7 separate regions of the Mus musculus genome follow, and all the other regions are linked to region 6. The links are chromatin contacts, called in public Hi-C, HiCAR-type and promoter capture Hi-C maps. All regions are on one chromosome and are shown on one strand. The core of a region is the stretch at or near the end of the contact, and the rest is flanking DNA. Distances in the headings are between cores, read along the strand shown.

Evidence for each region. Promoter capture Hi-C pulls out the DNA fragments that hold promoters and counts their contacts. Hi-C and Micro-C count contacts between places; a contact is called where the count stands out from the background. HiCAR-type assays count read pairs that join an accessible place to other places. Capture Hi-C pulls out chosen DNA fragments and counts their contacts.
Region 1: a contact with region 6 is called in a promoter capture Hi-C map of hippocampal neurons, with 5 times the contacts expected there. The contact joins the enhancer-like site here to the promoter of Rab2a in region 6. A contact is called at or near these places in 6 of 39 promoter capture datasets (the C10 cell line, HPC-7-derived erythroid cells, hippocampal neurons and 2 more).
Region 2: a contact with region 6 is called in a promoter capture Hi-C map of adipose tissue, with 4 times the contacts expected there. The contact joins the promoter of Sdcbp here to the promoter of Rab2a in region 6. A contact is called at or near these places in 5 of 39 promoter capture datasets (the C10 cell line, hippocampal neurons, liver and 2 more), 3 of 115 datasets of contacts at active chromatin or transcription factors (astrocytes, large pre-B cells and pro-B cells) and 2 of 9 other capture datasets (adipose tissue and liver).
Region 3: a contact with region 6 is called in a promoter capture Hi-C map of pre-B cells, with 3 times the contacts expected there. The contact joins the promoter of 2610301B20Rik here to the promoter of Rab2a in region 6. A contact is called at or near these places in 6 of 39 promoter capture datasets (the 3T3-L1 cell line, the C10 cell line, hematopoietic stem and progenitor cells and 3 more) and 1 of 115 datasets of contacts at active chromatin or transcription factors (large pre-B cells).
Region 4: a contact with region 6 is called in a HiCAR-type map of astrocytes, with 6 times the contacts expected there. The contact joins the enhancer-like site here to the promoter of Rab2a in region 6. A contact is called at or near these places in 8 of 39 promoter capture datasets (the 3T3-L1 cell line, cranial neural crest, embryonic stem cells and 4 more) and 1 of 115 datasets of contacts at active chromatin or transcription factors (astrocytes).
Region 5: a promoter capture Hi-C map of erythroid cells shows a contact between it and region 6, with 11 times the contacts expected there. The contact joins the promoter of Ccne2 here to the promoter of Rab2a in region 6. A contact is called at or near these places in 2 of 39 promoter capture datasets (erythroid cells and pre-B cells).
Region 7: a Hi-C map of B cells shows a contact between it and region 6, with 5 read pairs. The contact joins the promoter of Virma here to the promoter of Rab2a in region 6. A contact is called at or near these places in 2 of 39 promoter capture datasets (liver and pre-B cells) and 1 of 484 Hi-C or Micro-C datasets (B cells).

What each region holds. Positions count from the first base shown.
Region 1 is chr4:6,423,980-6,426,893 of GRCm38.p6, forward strand. Nsmaf (neutral sphingomyelinase (N-SMase) activation associated factor) reads right to left here. Exons shown (of 31, transcript NM_010945.2): 11 at 2,423-2,494; 12 at 900-1,008. Among named protein-coding and RNA genes, the nearest start is that of Nsmaf, 29 kb to the right of the region's middle. Within about 2 kb of position 1,647, at least 19 of the 459 cell types and tissues checked have an H3K27ac peak or open chromatin away from gene starts, as enhancers often do. A contact at or near this core is called in hippocampal neurons, where this site is marked.
Region 2 is chr4:6,363,790-6,366,965 of GRCm38.p6, forward strand. It overlaps Sdcbp (syndecan binding protein), which reads left to right and starts at 1,891. Exons shown (of 9, transcript NM_001098227.1): 1 at 1,891-1,970.
Region 3 is chr4:10,872,983-10,875,762 of GRCm38.p6, forward strand. 2610301B20Rik (RIKEN cDNA 2610301B20 gene) reads left to right here and starts at 1,516. Exons shown (of 6, transcript NM_026005.3): 1 at 1,516-1,790. The coding sequence starts at 1,633. It overlaps n-TSaga9 (a tRNA gene), which reads left to right and starts at 1,082; the gene lies at 1,082-1,163.
Region 4 is chr4:6,511,830-6,514,935 of GRCm38.p6, forward strand. It overlaps the pseudogene Gm11801. Among named protein-coding and RNA genes, the nearest start is that of Nsmaf, 59 kb to the left of the region's middle. Within about 2 kb of position 1,507, at least 21 of the 459 cell types and tissues checked have an H3K27ac peak or open chromatin away from gene starts, as enhancers often do.
Region 5 is chr4:11,189,843-11,193,055 of GRCm38.p6, forward strand. Ccne2 (cyclin E2) reads left to right here and starts at 1,867. Exons shown (of 12, transcript NM_001282943.1): 1 at 1,867-1,973; 2 at 2,839-2,875; 3 at 2,973-3,069; 4 at 3,151-3,204. The coding sequence starts at 2,862. It overlaps A630034I12Rik (a long non-coding RNA gene), which reads right to left and starts at 1,388. Exons shown (of 3, transcript XR_001784240.1): 1 at 1,303-1,388.
Region 6 is chr4:8,534,016-8,537,039 of GRCm38.p6, forward strand. Rab2a (RAB2A, member RAS oncogene family) reads left to right here and starts at 1,629. Exons shown (of 8, transcript NM_021518.3): 1 at 1,629-1,893. The coding sequence starts at 1,848.
Region 7 is chr4:11,484,439-11,487,578 of GRCm38.p6, forward strand. It overlaps Virma (vir like m6A methyltransferase associated), which reads left to right and starts at 1,520. Exons shown (of 24, transcript NM_001347055.1): 1 at 1,520-1,667. The coding sequence starts at 1,605.

The sequences.
Region 1 (2,914 bases), core at 397-2,896, 2.1 Mb before region 6:
AAACATGGCCACTTGCACACACTGCCCCCACATTTTTTATGAAGCCATAACAAAACCACCTAGGCTTAATCAAGCTTTCTATAGATTCTGAAGAGGTGGGCCGCTGCCAGTTTGTCCGCTACATGTTCTCTATGAACTCCAGAAAAACAAAACTCCAAAGAAAAAGGGGGATTTTGCAGCAGGACTAAGTGTCAAACCAGAACAAACAGGAAGGAAAAATGGCCTGTTAGTGAGAATTTTGGATTTAGAAAGGCTGGGATGACTCAACTTTCCCACAAATGAGTAGATTTGCCATTTTGTTTAGAAAACTCTGCTTTTCTGAATCTAACCTCTTCCAGGGATGTATCAAACAACTAGCTCCTACGCTGTTTGGCTATTTCTGTATTCTTACTTCCTTTTAACCAAGTTTCTAATTAACTACCAGGAAAGGCTTTAAAACATGAAACATTTCTTTATTCTAGCTCTTGGCCCTTTGGGCAAAGCTTGAACAAACTTAGAAGCGAGTTCAGACAGAAGGAGCAGTGGCTGGAGAGCAGAGGGAGGGAGCGGCTTTGGTGGTAACCTGGGCATTCACCTACACAAACATCCTCTCCCACCTTAGAACAAAATTAAATCATGACGTGATCGGACATAAAAACACTTGAGTAGACTCTTTGTAACTCACTCAAGTTGGAGGTCATTAAAATGGGGACTTATTTAAACACATTCATCCAGTGCTCTAAAAACATACAAATGAACTATTACCAGAATAAATTCACATTTCTCTTGTTTTTAAGATATTATATCAGAGAACAAACAAGTATAACTATGGCAAAATGGTGTCTGTTCTCTTACTTGCTGTCCCAGCTTCTTAGGTGCTTATCTACCTTCAATAAATAGACACAAAGAGACCAGCAAACCTAGGTACGTGGCGATATAAAAATAGAGATCATCTCTGTCTTGAGGCTCATAGAACTTTAGGTATATGTCGGAACACAGGTCGTCATCTGTGCAAAACACTTCCAAGCCCTAAAGATTCAGAAAAAATAAACAAATAGTACCATGTTCATCCTGAAATCACATATGTACATAATCTTAAAAGTCAGGTAAGCATCTATACACTTGAGTTTTCGACCTTGTTTACATTTATAATTTGATTCAAGGATATGTGTCCCTATATTCATCTTTGTGGTCTTAAAACTTCTTAAGATGAAGAGATATACCTTAGACAAACAATGTAATTCTCTTTGGTACTAAATACTGCTACTGACAGTAGTTTTTATGAATTTACAATTCTGAAATTTAAAATTAGATGGCCAATTATCCCACATTTCTTTCCTGGATATAAATGTTTAGCTTTCTTGCATATATTAAATAACCATGAAACGTAACAAAATAATAATCAAATAGCCCATTCAATTATGGTTATTTTTTTAAAAAAACCTATGAGCAGAATGTGTTCTCAGCACTCAGGAGGCTGATGCAGGAGAACATGAGTTCTGGGCCATCTGGTCAGTACAGTAAGGCCAAGTCTTGAGAGAAAAGAAAATGGTAAGCTTCCTGGACACCATGCTGGCAAAGTAAGATGGGAAAGGCCAGCCAGGAGAGCCTGGATTCACGGCTGCTTTCTGTGTCTGTGCAGCAGCTGGGCCTCGGGCCGCGGGCCGGCAGCCAGGAAGCCGAACCAATAGGAATCTCGTTGCTCTGCTGGCATTGCTGGCCTATAGCAAGAGCACAGGTTTCTAGTCAGATCTGTTTTCCTTGGTTTTCTCCCAACATTACAAATGGACAGAAAATAGGTAGCAAAGTGCTTGAATTTTACAACCTAAAAATACAAAACCAAACTACTTATAGTCAGCAAGAGAAAATGAATTTATATTGACGTCAGTCCAAAACACCGTGGCCTCATCTCCTGAGTGGTGATTCATTTCTAAGATGCCTATGAGAGACCAAGGTAAGTGTGCTCTGTGCACGGTGAGGGACGTGGTGGGAAGAGGCAGCCCAATGCCTTAATGGTTGTCTTCCCTATTTCTCTTTCATTGAGCTCAAAGGCTACATTAAACGCTGTGGCTGGTTGCCTGTTCGCTCTCCCTGTACTAAAGGACTTTGAGGGTCCTCCCAGTCTCACTCTGAGACCCACCTGCAGTGGGTACAAGGTGGAGGCACACTGGACTGCTCTGCAAACACTGGTCTAGCCTCAGGCCAGAAGCTCTGAAAACTCACGAGCAAGAAGCTGGAGAACTCTCCAGCGTTTTGCTCTTTGAACAAAAAAATATTTTCTGCAATAGAACCTCTTATTTCCAGAAATGTAATTCCTGTATCAATTTCTAGCTTCCACATGCTCACAGACTGCACATGTGTGCTTCCAGGCCTGTGCAGGGGCCTACAAGTCATTCAGCCGCTACACTGCAGACTTGACTCCCCCACAGGCAACCGAACTCACCAAAGGCATGAGGCCGTGCCTCCTTTTGTAAATGCGCCGGACATCCTGCAGTGTTATCTGGACCACAGGTTTCTTTAAAAAGCACAGAGACAGTGTCAAGTGTCACAACTGTAGCTCAGTTAGAAACTGTTTGGTTGTATCTTACAGTAGGGAGGAAGAGAAGCCCATCCTTGCCTTCCCACTGCGCTGCAGGTGAACACCTAGGTGAGATCTTGGACAAATCATACCTGGTTTCACATTTAGCTTGGACACGTTTCTAACCCTTGTCAGTAATCTCAGATGAAAATGGTACCTTCATCTTTCAGGTATCACAAGGGTTAGTGTATAGTGTGGAACATTCAGGAATGAGCATAAATAGCTATTCAAAAAGTCTGTTCTTTTAGAAAATTATTTGTCTGTCTGTCTGATTGTCGATGTACCTTAGAGTGTCTGCAGGCACCTAAGTATGTAGGGCTACATGCATCTTCACTCATATGTGAAGGCCAGGAGGAT
Region 2 (3,176 bases), core at 641-3,140, 2.2 Mb before region 6:
TTTATCTTCTTCAGCATCCTTTATGATTAGTTTATTTACTGTTTGTGTGTGTGCCCATGTATATGTGTACAGTTCTCCTGCCACACAGCACAAACATGTGAAGTCAGAGGACAACATCTCCAGTTGGCTCTCTCTTTCCAGGTTGACAGTATTTTTTGTTTTTTTTGTTTGTTTTTCAGCAAATGCTTTCACTCCACTAAACCATCTTGCCCGCCTTGGTGTTTTGTTTTTCTCACAAACTGTGGAACCAGCTTGTTGGTATCTATGACTTGATAGGATTTTGACTGAGATTGGATGAGATCTATAGATGGTGGGCAGAACTGACATCTCCATAAAATCTTTCTTCCTATGTATAAAGGTGGGCGTCCCCCACTTTACTCAGATCTTTCATTTTCTTTAGAACTCCCTGTCAACACAAAGAAACCGCAGCTCTCATCTTAAAGGTGATAAGAGATAGTTGATTTTGGAACCATTTTGAGTGACCATGGCCTGGGAACACAGATTTAGGTTACTTCAAATTCTATGTTCCAACAAGTAGCCTCAAGTAGCTCTCATAGTTTTTGTTTTTGTTTTTGTTTGTTTTTCTGAGACAGGGTTTCTTTGTGTAGCCCTGGCTGTCCTGGAACTCACTCTGTAGACCAGGCTGGCCTCGAACTCAGAAATCTGCCTGCTTCTGCCTCCCAAGTGCTGGGATTAAAGGCGTGCACCATTTTACAGGACAGAGGAAGTCATCAGTCAAGGCAAGCTTACAATACATAGGCGCTTACTTCAGAGAGGCAGGACAAGGCAGTGGGGGTGAGGTTCAGGGAACCTTTCTGTAAGACGCAAGGTGTTTTCTGGTGGCATTCTAAGCATTTGGATTGGTAGAAGCTAGTTGCCTGCTAATTCAATAGATTCTAAAGACCTGTTGTTTATTGTCACAAGATGTTAGTTTAGACACAGGGAAACAAGGAATGGCTGTTCTGGAGGGCCAGGATTTAGCCCAAGATATGGTGATCTTCCTCTGGACTTTCGACATTCCAACCTATTTATTTCCACAGCATGAAATTCTAATTAGGAGTTTTCCTTCACACAGATATTCATTCAACTAGGCTTGTAGCTAAGTATTTTATCTTGATATATTTTTAATATTCAATTCCAATTGCTCATTTCGTGCAGATAGGAAAGTAATTGACTCGTGTGTATATTAACCGTGTATCGTAGCAACCTTGCTGTAGCTGCTTATTCTGCTTACTGGTGTTTATTTTCTCTTTGTTTACATAGATAATCTTGCCAGCTGTGAATAGAACTGTATTTCTTCCTTTTCCATCCCGTAACTCGTTTTACAAGTTGTTCATCAGTTAAGCCATATTCTCCCTGGAGCATCACATTTTCATTCCTCTTGTCATGTAATGCTTATTGTTTTACCAGAGATAAAATTTCAAATGACTGTGATGATGAATAATTTAGATAGACAATTGCTTGCATGCCAATGATGTCATATACTGTTACTAGGAAATGGCCTCAGCCATGGACTGGTGTAGATATTGTCAGTTTCACATATTCATGTACACCCCAAACATCTGGATTCCCCTATCAGCACCATCAACTCTCAGAAAGCACATAGTCCGTGTTTTTAAGATTAGAATGTGGGTTTTATTTATTTCAGGGTGTGTGTGTGTGTGTGTGTGTGTGTTCAACACCGAGAGTAACAGTCAGCAGCCAATGAGCATTCGTTCTGGGAACAAAGGGTAGTAAAAGGCGGCGGGGGCTGCCAGGGAACCGAGGCTGGAGCCGGGAGTTGGGAGGATTTCGTAGAGGGAGGGTGGGCTGGTGGTCGCTCGGGCTGTGCCGCGTTGTCATGGGGACGGCGCGTGCGCCTGCGCCTGCGCGGCGGAAGGCGGGGGCGGTGATGACGCGCAGGGCGGGCCCCGAGGTTCGGTTGTGTGGAGCTGGAGCGGGCAGCAGGAGCGGCGCGGTCCTCGGGGCAGGTGAGTGGCCGCGGGGGTCCCGGGCCCCGGCAGGTCTCGGAGCTGGTCCGGCGCTCTGCTTCGGGCCCCGGGTGGGTCTGGCCGGGTCCTCGCCCGCACTCGGTGGCGTCCTCAGCGGCTTCCGGACGGCTGGCAGGGCGCGACGGACCGGAGGTGACAACGGTTAGCTGCGGAGCCGCTGCTCTGGAAGGGGGCAGGGAGGGCCAGGGCTTGCAGCGGGGTGTGTGCACCAGGAACGGTCTCCGGAGGTCTGGTGACTCAGATCTCCTTGGAGGATTTCCTTCTAATACGGGGCGGAGGGAGGCGTACAGACGTGGAAAGTTTCCAGTTTCAGAAGTGCAGTTATGGAGCCGTGGAGTGTGTGGGATCGTTTGTTGTATTCGTCCTATCTTCGACACATAGCTTTTTTTTTTCTTGTTTTGTTTTGTTTTCCATTAGGTAAATTACTTAGAAAGTGTAGAGTTTTAAATTCTTAACACGCACGCTTTACACCGAGAACAAATGTTTAAGAACGAAAGTTATATTGAAAATAGCTGCTGCCCTGGTCAATTGTCTTACTTTTGAAATGTCAAGGTGATATAGTTCAGCAGATTTGTACTCTCATTTTCCCGATGTGAGGATAGGACAAAGCAGAAAATATGCCTTTTCATCCTGTTAACAACTTAGGTCCTTAAACTGGTAGGTCTTAAGTGGTACGTAAGTATTACTGATCAGATGACTTGCACCAGGAAATAAGGAAATGGAATGACGAGAAGGCTCAGTAAACAATTACTCCATTATAGCCAGAGTCACTTAACTTTGGAAGCAGATTTTAGCTGTGCTGGATCTATTAAAGAGGATTTAAAAATCATGAACAAGAAAGGGCTGATTAAGATTTTGATGCACTTTTGAATTAAGCAGCCCTTTAAAATGAGCACGGCTCACCGACTTCCCCCCATTTTTGCCACTTTCTCTTAGGTAGTAAACATCCAGAGACTGTAAAAGACACCCACACACTTTAAAATACTTATACATTTAATAATCGTTCTCCTTGTACTTATTAATTGCCAAATGTTGCAACACTTACTGAAAATTTTAGCTTTTAAGGATGTAATTAGTAAACATATGGCTCAAAATTTTAAGCATTTAAAATGTAGAGCATACAGTATAAAACCTCCCCTGTGCTTGGCATAGGCTTTGGTTGTGCCCACCAGCCAGCCATATTTC
Region 3 (2,780 bases), core at 266-2,765, 2.3 Mb after region 6:
GAAGAAAAAAAAAAAAAAAACAAACTCACAGTTCTTACAAATTTTATGATGTAAACAGGCTCGACAGCAGCAAGGCCACGCAGAGAAACAGCTAGAGTTTGCCAGACATTACCTTTGTTTTACTATAACATTACATTTTAAGTAATGGTTGCACTCAACAATAGGCCGCCAAAAAAAAAAAAAAAAAAAAAAAAAAAAAAAAAAAAAAACCATCATCCTTCCAAAGGCTTCTGGTGAGCTGTTACCTACCATTTTTATATTGCGCACCGTTACATGTTGCTCCTCGGGAAATTTAAAACTATTTTGAACGAATTAAGTAAATGAAACTAACAAATCACCTGGCTCAGATGTCTGCCGAACTCAGAGTGCCGACTTCTTGGCTAATACAACTTTAGAAATGCAATGTGCTCGCTATGTTCATGAAGCGGTGCTGTGATCTAGGTCTGTGTTACAAACCGACTCCAGGGAGGCTGAGGTAGGAGAGACCTCAAGTTCTAAGGCTAGCCCAGGCTATATAGATATGACTGCCTGCTCAAACCATAAGAATTGAAAATACTGTGGGGGCTTGTTTTGTTTGTTTTGCTTTATTTTGTTTTGGGTTTTGCACCGTGGTTTATATTCTTTTTCAAAGTAGTGCTTCATATCCTGGTGAGACAGTCTTGCGATTCATAAATTGATAGGAATCACTATTTTATTGGTAATGAGAGAAAAACGGTCTAGGAGCTGCTTGTCAAAGGAAAACTAGAAGTGTGCGGGGAAGCTGGGAGGCTGGCCAGAGGTCCTGCAATTCCAGTCTCTCTACTGCAAATGCCTCTATCAATAAGAAAGTAGCCGGGGCCCCTCTCTCGCTTCTCTCCCTCCCTTTCTCCTCTCGACCGCACCCCCCCCCCCACCCCCCACTCTAGCTTTGAAGACTCAGCTCCAACACTTTTATGTCACAGAAAAGAGGGGCAGAATTCTTCAAAGCACAATGTTCGAATGTGCTTAAGCTTTTTCACTCCGATCCAAGCCAGCTTGAGTGCGGCATAAGTTTCCAATGCAGAGTCTACATAGAATCTTCCTGCCAAAATTAGCATCACCAGTAGTCGTGGCCGAGTGGTTAAGGCGATGGACTAGAAATCCATTGGGGTCTCCCCGCGCAGGTTCGAATCCTGCCGACTACGGAAGGGAATGTTTTTTGCCACCGAATGAATAATTTTGGATCTGCAGATTCCCCGATGAAACATACAGCCTGCCAAAGCGACCAGGGGTCGCCACGGGGTGGAAAGAGAGGCTGTTGGGGTGGAAAGAGAGACTGTTTGTGATCAGGCGCCGGAGCGGAGCGGGAGAGGTGAAGGGCAAAGCGGGCCCACAGGCTGCGTGGACGGCAAGGGAAGCGCTCCGGGCACGCAGGACCCACCGACAACATCCGCGGCGGCCGGCCTCAGCGGGTCCCCGGGCCTCGGGACCCCCTGCCACCGCGAGTGCGCGCCCGTCAGCGCCGCGGCAGCGCGCGCGCCCCCCGAGTCGCCCGGAGGTTTGCGCAGGCGCGGAAGGTTGTGGGGAACCCGCTCCCGGGCGCGTCGGTTTCTCGCGTTGCCGTGGAAACCACCGGCCAGCGAGGCTCGGGAGAGAAAGACGCGTCTGTTCAAGATGGCGAAGGACCTGGACGAACTTCTGGATGAAGTCGAGACCAAGTTCTGCAGACTCGACCCCTTGAGGCTGGACCTGGGTGAGCGGCCCAAAGGCGACGGCGGCGGCGGCTCGCACAGCGGCGACCGGAACGGAGCCCAGGAGAAAGAAACTCTCAGGTTAACGCAGGCGGGTGGACGGTTCTGCTACAGCCCTGCTCGGGGCGCCTAAGCCGGCCTCCGCCGCCGCGCGCCCCCGCGGCCTGGGCTACTGTCCTAGCCCTCGACGGCCCTCGGGTCACGGCTCAGACCCCGCCCCTGGGCGAGCCTGAGGGAGCTGAGACCCTACCTGACAGCCCTAACCTGACGTGGATCGGGGTGTCCCTCCCCTGAGACACGACAGGGCCACGCTGACCAGACCCACAGCGTTCTCATCGGCGAGGGGCCCTGACTGCAAATGTCGTGCCTCTCACGCCGTTACCAGGCAACCCTTAGGGAACCGGTAGGCCAGCTGTTAGAAGACCATTTTATTGTCTGATTTGTTTAAGCTCGAGGAGTTAGATGAGAGTATATTTAATTATTAAGAGTATCCATTGCAAATATCTGAATTAAATAAATTGCCCAGTTGCCTGCCATTCCCCGTGTCTCCAAAGTTAAGGGACCCAGCAAATGTCCTATTATATCCAGGTCGAAGTTTAAAGACACTTAAATCTTTGGGGATTTGAACAACAACAATAAAAAGCAGGCGTCGTTGCATTATCCTTTAAAGTGAGATCTTAGGCTCAGTAATAACTCCTGCTAGGACCTGCCGCTTGCCTAGACCATTGGGGGAAAGGCTGGTGTTTCTTCCATTAATGTATAAGGTATTACTTTGCAGTGTTTGCTTTGTGTTTGGCTTGGTTTTGTTCCTTTGTGGTTGGAGAGAATTTGTCAGGCCTTTTCATCTTGGAACCAACATAAAGAAGCTTAGACTGTCTCCACACTGAAAGGATGGCCATTTCTGTGGCTTCTCCCCAGCCATGTGATCTTTCCTGCCTGTGTCTGACTACCAGACTCCACCCACACCCTCCTCTCCCTGCCCCCACCTTAGCACATTTATAATGCCTAAAGTGAATCACAACTGTTATCACTTGTGTTAAACTTTTTATCAGGGACAATGATTAGAAGTTG
Region 4 (3,106 bases), core at 257-2,756, 2.0 Mb before region 6:
ACAACTTTCATAGGCAGGCCAGATAGCCGCAGTCAGACAATCAGCCCTGAGAGAATAACATTCCTGTAACGTTATTCCAAGACGCTGGGCAATGAAGAATACAATCTTTAGAGTGACTCTTGCTAAAAGATGAGCTACTCCAGAGGACCTAGGTCAGGGAACACGCTAGGGATGGGGAGCCCCAATGTGGTCAGCTGGAGCCCCCATGTGAGGGGGAAGTTCCAGTCAGGCAGTTTTGGAGGGGGAGGATAGGCACTGAGAAGGTGAAAGGTGGAGGTGGCAAAAGCTGGCTCAGGTTAGAAAGGTCAGGTTAGTCCTGCTCTTCTCACTCGCAGAGATGCAGTGTGGCAGCTTGAAGGGGTCCTTGCATGGATACAGTCAGGGAAGTGAACCCCAGGAAGAGATAAGAATAAAAATATGGTGGGGCAGTGGTAACACATGCCTTTAATCCCAGCGCTTGGGAGGCAGAGCAGGCAGATTTCTGAGGCCACCTTGCACCCTGGTCTACAGGATGAGTTCTAAGACAGCCATGGCCACACAGAAACCCTGTCTCGAAAAAAACCAAAAAAAAAAAAATCTGGTGCAGACTGACTTCATCAACCTGGATCAGACTCCTGAGAGGTTAATGAGAGGGAGTTCAATGTCAGCATAGTTAAAACAGTACAATTTGGGGAGAGATTTTTCAAGCAATGATCAGGTGCACAAGAAAGCTTAAGGTGTGACTACATAGAAACTCCTTTACAAAGCACACGCGACTATGAGGATGGATGGGCTCTATAGTCAAAAGGCCTAGAATCTAGTGCAGTCTCTGACCCATAGCATAGACTTGTGACATCCACCCAAAAGATGAGTAATGGCCTCTGGAGGGAAGTGAGTGGGACGATCATTTTGAGGGAATTTGGGTGGGGTTTGCTTGTGTTGACATAGGAAAGGACATTAATAAAATCCACTCAGAGCTTTCTGGGCAGGAAAACAGGTATTTTATCTCTCCATTAAGAAAGGGCCTCTGTTTGTTTAGTATTCTTGATTGTCCTTAATGCTTTTCTGTGAGTGCAAGGGCCTCTGTGTTCCCAACAACTCTGAGGTTGAAGTCAGCAGATGTGATGCTCAACTGCTGCGGCCATGTGCATTACCCACCGTCATACGACAACTCCGGAACTTCCAGGGCAGCGTTCATCTAGCAGGATGATTAGCACTCCCGAGGTTTTGAAAGTATGGATCTCAGCGCTGTAGCTGCTCCTCACAACCACAAAGCACTCCAGAAAACACTCTCCCAGGAGCAGACCAGACATCTGGGAGGAGTGAGAGAGCCTACCCCGCCCACAGACTGCAATGATAAGCGTGACCAGCAGATGTCCCTCTTTACCTACAGAGGTGAAAGCAGCTCTGGCCGATTTCACTTGTCCCACATAGACCCAACAACAGCATAAACAATGGGAAAGACAAAGTCCACACAGCGGTCCACTCCCTTTCCCCAAGTTCTGGGCATGTAACTGTCAGTTTCCAGTTTTCAAGGACCAGAAATAAACCGTCCAACGCCTCATTTTCTTTTCCGTTGGCATCTCGTCCCCTTTCTACGCTTTCAGCAGTAATTTTACCTCTTACATTTAAATAGTCGTTGTTCTTCATGCAGTTATCTGACTTAACGTATACATTATTAAATTACTGGGCAATATTTTTGCTTTACCATAATTTATTTATTTCTTCCCCCCCCCGTTCTTTCTTTCATTTCCCTTGTGTCTCCTTTCCTTTTTCTACATGTAACAGTATTCGACTCGTTAGCATGTTGTTGTTCTAAGTACACGTATTTTTATTTCACCTCTTACATTTATTTGATTTTATTTTTAGTCTCTTTCATTACCAGAAAACGTCTCTTGTTTTGTTCTTAATTGTAGTTTCTATCTTCACATGCTCTTTTTTCTTCCTTCTTTTTTAACCTTCTTCCCTACTCAGTGGGCAGCCGCTCACTGTAGTGATTTCTTCTCAGGCTATACCAGCTGCCTCCTAGACATTTCCTGGCACTGCAGAGTAGTTCTGGGAAGGAGGGGAGTGTAAGAGGCTGAAATGTGTTCCCTGAGAATTCATATTTTGAAGCTGCAACTCACAGCATCACAAAAAGGGACCGTATTTGATCACAGGCCTATAGGGAATTGATTAATAAACTGGGGTCATTTAGTTACAGCTTAAGCCCATGCAACCTGTGTTCTTCTAAGACGGGGTGATAAGAACACATGCACAGGGGAAAGACACAGGAAGAAGACAGCCACTTACAATCCAAGGTCAGCTCTCAGAAGAAATAGACTGCTCAAGGCGGGATCTCAGATTCTAGCTCTGGAATTCAGTGAAAATCTGTTTCTGTTGTTTGAGTTTGCGCTACTTTGTTGTGGTGGCAGGAGCAGTCCAAGATCCGTGCTTACTATTATTTTTATGGTCTTGGCTGTTATTTTGTTATTTGTATCACCCTGTCATACGTGCCCACAGTGCTGGCAGGGTCCTTCAGTACAATATTCAGTTGGCTATAAACTGCTTCCTACACCTGGCCTCCTGCCCATGCTTGGAAACTATTATCATTTTAATCCTCATTGCATAGCCTTCCTATTAGATCCTGATGTATATTAAAGGATTATGCCATTTTAAGCTAAATCTTGCTGATAATAGGCATTGCGCACTGGAGTAGAAATGGAACATTAATTGCAAGCATTGAGAATCTTAGGAGAAGTTTTTAATGCGAAATGCAAGTTTTAAGAGTTTGAGGCATCAAAGCTTGATCAGATGGGAGACTCCAATGCTCACACAAGAAGGACCACGCCACTGGAAGAGTTCTGGCAGATGGAAGGGCTGAGAAACTCTGTGTACACTCATTCTATTTAAAATCTCCTGGTTTGTTTAGCTTCACTAATTGAATCAATATTTCTTGTGCTCTCTTTCTCTTTAGAAAAAGCAAAAACACAGCACAAACAGAATGCCTTAGGCATTTCTGTTGTGTTTTGCCTTTGGAAGATTTTTTTTTTTTTAGTGTTAGAATTCCCTCAGTCAATCCGCAATTCTTTATTAAGTTTTAATGTGGTTTAAACTCTCCATCTGTAGGCAATTTATCCTCTCTCCA
Region 5 (3,213 bases), core at 617-3,116, 2.7 Mb after region 6:
GCTTCTGCCATCTGAGTTCTGATCTTAAAGGTGTGCACCACCACTGCCAGCTTGCTATCTTAGTTTTCGTTGATTCAATCATTCTAATTTTGCTTTTCCTATGGCTACTCTGTTCACGTAATACTTAGATATGCCCACAGTACATTTTTAATGACGTACGTACACTAACTTATGCGGTTGGACTTATGATACTTAAGACCAATCCCATGTAAACGACAGCCCTCGTTTTCAGTGTATCCTGGCCAAGTTCACCTACATAGGCCACCAGTTGGCACTTTTAGGACAGTGTCTCACATAATCTAGGCTGGTCTTGAAGTCACTATGGAGCGGGGCTGTAGGCCATCAGTTTTACTTCCACTCAGATAACACACCTCTGCTTTCTTGCCATAACGGGTTAGATCTCAAGCTGTACAAGACGACAGCTCCAGCAAAGGGAGGTAACTCCCCCCCCCCCCCCCAGTCTTGATAAGCAATTATGGGTTGGGTGAACGCTCCTTAGGCCTAGACAAGGCACTGGGTCTCCTCTGATCCTGTCTACGTGTAAAGCTGGGAAAGTAAGCTTTAGCCGGTGTGAAGGACCATGCGAAGACCCGGGAAGTGTGACGAGGGCCTTCCTGGGCTCTTAACCACAGCGTGGCACAAAAGGCCCACCGCGGCCGGAGGCCTCCAGGTGCATCTCGGGAAGGGCCGGGCCGCGCGGCCGCTGTCCTTGGCGCCCTCGCACCGGCTCACTCCGGACCAGGATGGCTAAGCGCGGGACCGCCGGCCTGCGGGAGCCCTTCCTGCGCTTCCGCGGCCTGGGGGTGGTCTTTGTTCCCCAAGCGGCGTCGCGCCACGGGACTGTGTGTGCCGTGTCACCCGCAAGCCCGGCCTGAGGGTGCGCAGGGCGCCGAGAGGTAGTCGGAGCCCGGGGCTTAGGAGCGGCGCGGGGCGGCCCGCCACGTCCCGGCAGCGCTCGCAGGCGGGAGGCGCTCCCGCGCAGGCAGTTCGCGCGGGCTCCGCAGGGCGCGCTGGCTGCCGGGCAGGGCCGGGGCGGGGCGCGGCGCGGCGCGGCGCGGCCCGGGCGCGCACGTGGTGCGGACCGTCCTGCTCTCCGGCCAGGTCCCCAGAGCCTCGGCGCTCGTGCGTGCGGACGGGGAGGGCGCCCGCTGGAGTCCCGAGAGGTGGTCAGCGCCCGGAACAGGCGTCTGAGGAGAAAGGCAGCGCGCGGCGCCAATATTTCCCGCGCGGGCTCTGGGAGGGAGCCGTAGGCAAGAGCGGAGTGGCCGCTCGGCGGCGCGCGGGGACAAGGCTCCCACGTACCTCGTCCGGCCGCGCTGAGGCACCTTCCTGTGCGCCGCCGCCCGCTCGTCGCCCGGCGGATGGCTCCGGCTCCGCACGTGGCGGGCGGCGCGCTCCGGCGTGTTTACATTCTGCGGCCGCTCCACGTTGTGCTGCCGTCCTCTCCTGCCATTGGCCGGCTCCTCCCGGAGGGGTGGGCCCTAGGCTCCCGCTCCCCGTGCCTCTGAGGAGACTTGGGGTTCCCCACCCCAGCCCTCCCAAGGCCTCTGCCAAAACGCGGAGCCGAACCGTAGCCTGACACTCCGAGATCTAAGAGCCACCGTGAGGGGGCCCGGCGCGAACTGGAAGGCGTGCGGGAGCCTGTGGTGGGCAACCAGCATGGGGGAGGAGCCTCTGAGCCGTGCAGCCGCGGCGCGCGCAGGTGAAGCGCCGAGAGGGGCGGAGGAGCACGGTCCAGGAGGGCAGCCGTACGGCCACTCGGCGCCCGCCCGCCCGCCAGCCCGTCCGCGCGCACTGAGGGCAGGGCGCGGCGCGCGCGGGCGAGCTGGGCGGGCGCGGGTGGGGGAGGGGAAGGCGCCGGCCGAGGTGTCAGTCTGCGGCGCATGCGTGCGGGGCGGTCCGGGCCCGGCCTATATATTGAGTTGGCGCCGGCGCCAGCTGAGCCGAGCTGTGGAGGGTCTGGCGGTGAGGAGGTATTGGGGACAGGGGCATGCGGGAGCTAAGGGAACCACGTCTGGCGGGAGCCATGGGAGAGGAAAAATGGGGGGCGGGGGTGGGACAAGAAGTAGGAGACTGGAATTCAGGGGTTCCCGAGGTTGGTCCCTGTCAGGATTCTTGTCAGGAGGCCAAGCAGAGGCAGGGGATGGAGTGTGTCCCCAAATGAGAGGCCACGGCAAAGCTTCTCTGGGAGCTTCTCTGTCCATCCTCACTTGGGGAAGGTCTCCCGCGCGAGAGGATTAAGGTGGGATCACTTCACGGAGAGATTCTTAAGCACGGTTTTCTCCTTTAATTCCCCCCCCCCTTTCCTTCTGCTCTTCTGGAATTGGGGTCCCGTCACCCCTGCAAGCGACACTGCCCGCCGGGTGGGGCTGGGAAGGAGGGAAAGGAGCCTGGAGGACGTGACACCAGAAGGTTCCCTCCACCCCCTGCTTCCCCGCCACAGCCGCTCTCCAAATTGGCGCGGAACCGGCTTCTCCACAGCCCGCTCTTGGAGGCTCGTCCAGGCGCCTGGCGGCCGAGGCCAGGACGTGCCTTTCCCACCCTGGTTGTCCTGGGGAGTGCATGAATGGCCCAGATGATCATCTAAGGGTGCTAGGGGACTTTGCAAATTCCTGAACGCACTCGCGTTCCCAGTGTACAGTTAAGGAAATGAAAGCATGAATGTAAAATTACTGAGATAGCGAGTGTATTTCAGAAAATAGTGCAGTGTTTTATTTTTAAAGGTTTAGGCCACCTTCTAGTAACGTTAGTTGGTAACTTCTGAATCAGTTTTAATTTGGAACTTGAAGATTATGGATGACTATGTTCTTGATTTTGTTTTTCTTCTCCCCTATTTAGAGGTTTCATAGTCCTTGAAGAGAATGTCAAGACGCAGGTAACAGTGTTAGTCTTGGAGACATGTTTCAAAATTAGCTGCTGCTTTTGAAATATATGACGTACTAATTAAGCTTCCTTTCTACAATTCATCACAGTAGCCGTTTACAAGCTAAGCAACATGCCCAGCCCAACCAGCCAGACTCTCCGCAAGAAACCCAGATAATTCAGGCCAAGAAGAGAAAAACAGCACAGGTGATTTAAGGAAAAAGAGGGAGAAAGGGAAAAATATTCCTTGCTGAAACCTTAGTTTACATGTTCTTTTCTATTCTTCAGGATGTCAAAAAAAGAAAAGAGGAGATCACCAAGAAGCATCAGTATGAGATTAGGGTAATGCAG
Region 6 (3,024 bases), core at 379-2,878:
GAGGTTTTTTCTGTGTACCTCTTTCCCTTCATAATTTCCCTGTGTCTCCTGTATAGAGTTCTATATGTGTATATCTCAGCACACAAGGCCTTGCATGGCCTGCCACAACTTCTCTGGCTAGCTGTCTGCTCTAGGGACTGTTCTTGATTACAAAGGAGGCTAGGCTCCTACAGTCTACAGAGTTGTCCTTCGGGAGCTGAGATAGTAAAGACCACACTCTGAGAGTAAGGACCCGAGTTTCTGAACAGACACCCAGAAAAGATGACTTGAGTGAAGTCCCTTAGGCAAAACAGCCTCAAGCCTGAAGCACCCGGGGAAGGTCCCAAAGACCAGTGAACCCCATTTTTTTCAGTTGCTTTTCACATCAAGTTCCTGAGCCTTTAGCAAACCACCTCCCTAGTAATGAAGAAAAACCTAGTGAGGTCCTGCTTGTCAGTTGTGCAAATGAAGTAGCAACCAACTTCAGTCATCCTAGCATGGTACCATCAACTATAATCACAGAATGGTTGATTCCCAAGGGAAGGGATGACAGTCAGCAGGAGGCTGGCCACGAAAGCCACAAAAGCCCACTCATTCCTCCTCCAGCAACAGAAGAGAGATGGAAGCATTAAATCAGCTTCCTTACACAACTCTTAAATTTCCTGAACAGATCCACGAACATCATTCTGCTATATTCTCTCTGTTTCTCTGTCTCTCTCACTTTGTGTGTGTGTTTCTCCTTCTATTGTGGTTTCCAGAGAATGAACTCAAGACAGGCTTGCATGGCAAGTGCTTTTATCTGTACATTTTGGGGACACACTTTTTTTTAGATAGGGTCTCATGCTTGACCCCTCAGTGTTGTAAAGAATGACCCAGAATTCCTGATCCTCCTGCCTCTATCTCCCAAGTGCTGAGATTATAAATGCATGGCTTACTTGTAGTAACCTTTGTCCTTTTGATAGTCACTTTCTTGTAAGTGGGCTCTCTAGAAAACTGTTTCAGATAGTAAACTAACTCTGTCCTCCACCTTCTTTAAAATCTGGGCTTTTAAAGAACTGGGTTTGCCTCTAGTTGGCAGCACTGGCAATATATACAGAATATATTCAAAGGCAAAAGTACCTTCAAACTGCATGCACACACATATGTTTTTTACTAATTCCATCATGTCATACCAGGTATTTCCTTTCATGTTGCTTCTGTATTTATTTCAGTTTTTCGTACAATACATACACAAAACATGATTAAGCCATATATTGTACACATTACACCTATACACAACATTGCACTTAGAATCCTGGTCTGATAAACAGCATGCAAATGTATATTTACTTCAATATTTATACAGTTGGGTTTTTTTTTACATCTTTTTAAGAGCGACATAACAGCATTATAGGGACATACCACGATTACACACACACACACACACACACACACACACACACACACACACACACACACACAGAGAGAGAGAGAGGGCGGCGACTGAACCTAGCAGGCTCCGTTTCCTCGCGACTCCCCGAGCCCCGGCCTGGTAGGCGGGGCTCCGGGGTAGGCGGGACTCCGACCGGAGGGCGCGGCCGCGGCTCCTCCCCTCTCCTCCGGCGGCGCAGGCGGCGGCAGCACTTCCGGGTCGGCGCGGAGGCGGGGCGGAGGCGCCGCGGCTGTTATTGTTCCGAAGGGCTGGGCCGCTGTGCTCCGCGCTCGGCGCTGTCAGTTCGTCCCGCTGCCCCTCGGCCTTTGCTGCTGGCTCTGACGGCGACCGACGGCGGGCGGGGCCCGGGTTCGCGGCCGAGCGGCGCCGGTGAGGGCGCGGAGGAGGCGCACAGCGGGAGGAGGAGCCGTGAGCCTGGCACGGAGCGGCCGCGGCCATGGCGTACGCCTATCTCTTCAAGTACATCATCATCGGCGACACAGGTGAGGCCGGCGGCGGGCCGGGGGCGACCGGGGCGGGCAGGCGGGGCAAACGGCGGCGGCGGCGCCGAGCGGCGCGGGTCGGGGGCGCAGCGCCTCCCTTCCTCCCATCCTCCCTCGGTCCCCTGGCCGCCGCTCCATTTCCGCAGTGCTGGCGCTGGTGACGTGGGCGCTGCGAGCGGCCGCGGCCTGCCTGGGCCTTCCTTCCCTGCTCCGCCCGGGCCCGCTGCAGCCAGGCCCGCGGCAGCCGTTTGCCACTTCCCGGAGAGTGTGACAGCAGCACGGCCGTCCCCGGGGGGCCCCCGCCTCGACTGTCTCCGCGGCCCGGGGAGAGAGAGGGAAGTCGAACGAATTGGAGCGTGACGGGCCCCGGTCCAGATTTTTCTCCCTGGTCCCACCTCCCCGACCTGCACGCTTCCGTCTAGGCCCTGGCAAGGCGCACCCTGAAGTGGGACAGCCTTTTGGGGAGGAAAAAAAAAAATTAAAAAAGGAAAAGAAAAAAACCTAAATTTTTTTGGAAATATCCTCAATCTCCAAGTCCGAATAAGTGAGATCACATGACTCGATGGCAGGGCAATTCTTCTCGGGATCATTAAAGCACCATTGAGCTCTGGCGACTTTTGCCACGTGTATGCTGGCATTATTTGACTTGATAGTAATGCAAGGCAGGTCAGTGGGCTGGGTGTGAGCATACTGTGGGTATGCTGACTTACTACTGATTTTTTTTTCTTTTTTTTCGGTTTTGTCAAGTCCAGGATCACAACTGTTAATTTTCAGGTGACCTCGTGTACATTTGTAGCAAAAAAAAAAAGGAAAAAAAAGTTCCCACTTAAAAATAGCATCCTCATAAGTTTCTGAAGCAAATAAGCAAGCTGTTCATGAAATACTTTGAATACCTGCGATTTGGGCCATATTTCGAATCTAATAATAAACGTAAAGCTTATTTAGGTGTTAAAACTATTAATACACTAGAGTCTGATTTCAGTGGTGAGTGTTGCACAACCTGGACCCCTTACACAACTTTGTAAATGTAGAAGCATCTTGAGGTTGCCCTATGATGTAGCAGGTTCTATAAGTAACTCTGGAAGTATGTTGATTGCTACCTAACACAAACTTCCTGCAGTTAATACAGTT
Region 7 (3,140 bases), core at 270-2,769, 3.0 Mb after region 6:
GTTCCCTCCCCACATAGTCTTGTTAAGCAGAAGATAGACATGAAAAACGTCGGTAAAAGGGGAATCCCACAGACAGCTTGAGTCCTGTTCCTTGTTTAGATAGCCTGCCAGTCTATTGTAAAATCCTGGCCTCAGCCTTCAGTGTGAAACCTCAATTTTATTTTTTTTTTATTTTTTTTATTTTTTTAAAGATTTATTTATTGATTATATGTAAGTACACCGTAGCTGTCTTCAGACACTCCAGAAGAGGGCGTCAGATCTCGTTATGGATGGTTGTGAGCCACCATGTGGTTGCTGGTATTTGAACTCTGGACCTTTGGAAGAACAGTCGGGTGCTCTTACCCACTGAGCCATCTCACCAGCCCCCGAAACCTCAATTTTAAAAAGAAGAAAATGTCCTAAGGGAAGGTCATGAGATCAAATACAAGACCTTGAACAAATCTAACAAATGAATAGACAGTGTCTAGTTGAAAGCAATTCTGGCAAACATACAGGAGAATGGAGACATTTTAAGCCTCCTCAGCAGAGCACGACAAAGAGACAGTTATATAAACCCTGAGAGGGAGATAGCCTAGGCACTGAGCTGATCCACCCCACTCTCTCCCTGATGGCCTGTTCCTACTTTTGCTGATCTGCTTTTGTTTTGCTACAACTTTGTGTCTTGATGGGTGGTTCCTGAGAGGACCAGAATAGAGAAAAATTCCTTCTTAACACTCCCTAGGACTATGTATAGTTTCAAGTGTCCAGCACTTGACAGAGAAACTATTCATAAAATTAAAACAAACACACTTTTTATTTTGAGGCAGGGTCTCACGGAGTAGTAGTCTAGGCTGGTCTGAAGCTCAAACTCTTCCTTTGTCCTTTAAATGCTGGAATTGGCAGACTGCTTGTCAGCCAGAAATAGACTTTGTGCTCTCTCTTATATTCGTGACGTTTCATTTATATACCTTTTTGAACCTTATAAGAATTAATCCTCATAATCAGCTCGTGGGATTATTCATCATATTTAACATTTTCATAAACGAGAAAATTTTCCTTTCGTTTGCTGAGACAAGTTGTCTCCCTCCCTCTTTCTCCCTTTCCCTCATTTTTTGAGACACGGTCTCATGTAGCTCAAGCTGGGATTCAACTCCTGGCTGGCCTTGTGTGTGCTCTTTTCTTCTCTTTGAAAACAGTGTCTTTTCAGATTCCCTCATTGCATGGTTTTGTTTGGAGAGCATGCCTCGTGGGAGGCATACGGTGCCGTGTGTCTAGATTTGGCACACTTTCCTATCTTCTAGAACTCATCGCCTCTCGCAGGCGTCGTGGCTCCGCTACTCCGGAGAACCACGGGATTTGGACCACTGCAAACACCGTAGTCCCCGCCCCTCTTTTTTTTTTTTTTTCCCTGCCCCTTTGGGCTCGCAGAAGGCGCCCTCCGCCGCGCTGGAGGAGGCGGGGCTTACGGCTTAAGTCAGCAAGCTGCGATGGGATTGGTGGAGGCTTGAGACGACAGCGTCCTGTTTACCGGAAGTACTGCAGTTTTCCCCCTAGCTGGAGCCTCGGCCTGGGAGGTTGGAGAGCTGCCCCGGAAGTCATCTCCCGGTCCCCCGCCCGCGGCAGACATGGCGGTGGACTCGTCTATGGAGCTGCTATTTTTAGATACTTTTAAACATCCGAGCGCTGAGGTAAGGCCTCGCGACCCGATTTCGACACGGCCCCTCAGTTCCGGTACCCCTGCTGCGGAGTCGGGGGCCGTCCGGGCGGTGTCCTCCCTCAGTCGCGCGCGCGCGGGGGTCCTCTGGTCCACACCCCCTCCCCCAGCCCGGTGCGAGCCCGGTGGCCCTGGGCGGCGGCCCTGCCTTTCTCGGCTTTGATTTGGGGCCCGCGGCTTCAGTCGAGTCAGTCGCGCTGCTGACAGTTTGTCCTGTCAGCGTTGAGTCCTGCGGAGGGTCCTTGGTCTCAGGTGTACTTCGGGTGGGATGCAGGCGTGAGCTTGGGCATCTGGTTTTTGACAGTAGTGTCGGGTTCTGGATGCCCTCAGGGTACGGACTATCCAGGATCCTAAGTCCTCTTCTATCTCTCTTCTAACGGCGGTCTCATTGCTCAATTTGTCATAGCACTTCAATAGTTTGGGAAGGAATTCACCTATTAGGACATGACAGATCTACGAGAATCTCCTTTGCGTGGAGGACACTTGCGAATCATGCAGTATTGAAGGACTAAAGACTGTCATTAGAAAGCAAGTCTGTTGTTTTCAGGGGACGAAGGTGGGGTGTTGCGTAGTTTTGTGTACAGAATTACTTTAGCGTCCCTGAAAGGCCTTGGAATTCTTAAGTTGAATGTACTGAATGTAGCGAATTAACGAAGATTCGCAAAAATGAACTATAACGAAGTCCACAGAGAAATTCGGCTGCGAGGAAGAGAGAGTAAATGAACAAGCCTCATATTTGTTTGTTTCACCGGAAACCTAATCATTTCGAGAGTCATTCTTTGGGGATTGTCTTGTTTCTATGAAGACTGTATTCTTTTTTTTTTTTTTTTTTAAGATTTATTTATTTTATGTATGTGGGTACGCTGTCGCTGTCTTAAGACACACCAGAAGAGGGCATCAGATTCCTTGTGAGCCATCATGAGGTTGCTGGGACTTGAACTCAGGACCCCTGGAAGAGCAGTCAGTGCTCTTAACCGCTGAGCCATCTCTCCAACCCTACTGTACTCTTAATATGACAACATGAAAGTAGGGTAGAGTGTCTCCTATTCTTTCTCGGTTGTATGTCCTGGGTTTAGACCGTACCTAGGAAAACATAAGCATCTGAATGAGAAGAGATTTAAAATGTTCTCTTATGAAGTAATGAAATGAGTACGGCTGCATTTTCTTGAATAAATGAATGAGTGACTGCTGGGCTATGTAATTCCAGCCAGACTTGAGAAAACGCAAAATGGCTGCCAAACGCAAAATTGTTACCAGAACAAACATCTTTATGGAAGTAGAGAACAATAAAATTTAAAGAAAGAACCAGGCATGGCATTAATGTTTTTTATCCCAGTACTTGGGAAGCCCAGGTAGGCAGATCTTTGTGAGTTTGAGGCCAGTGAACTCTCATAGCAAGTTCCAGGACAGTCAGGGTTACATAGTAAGAGTCTGTCTTAAAACAATT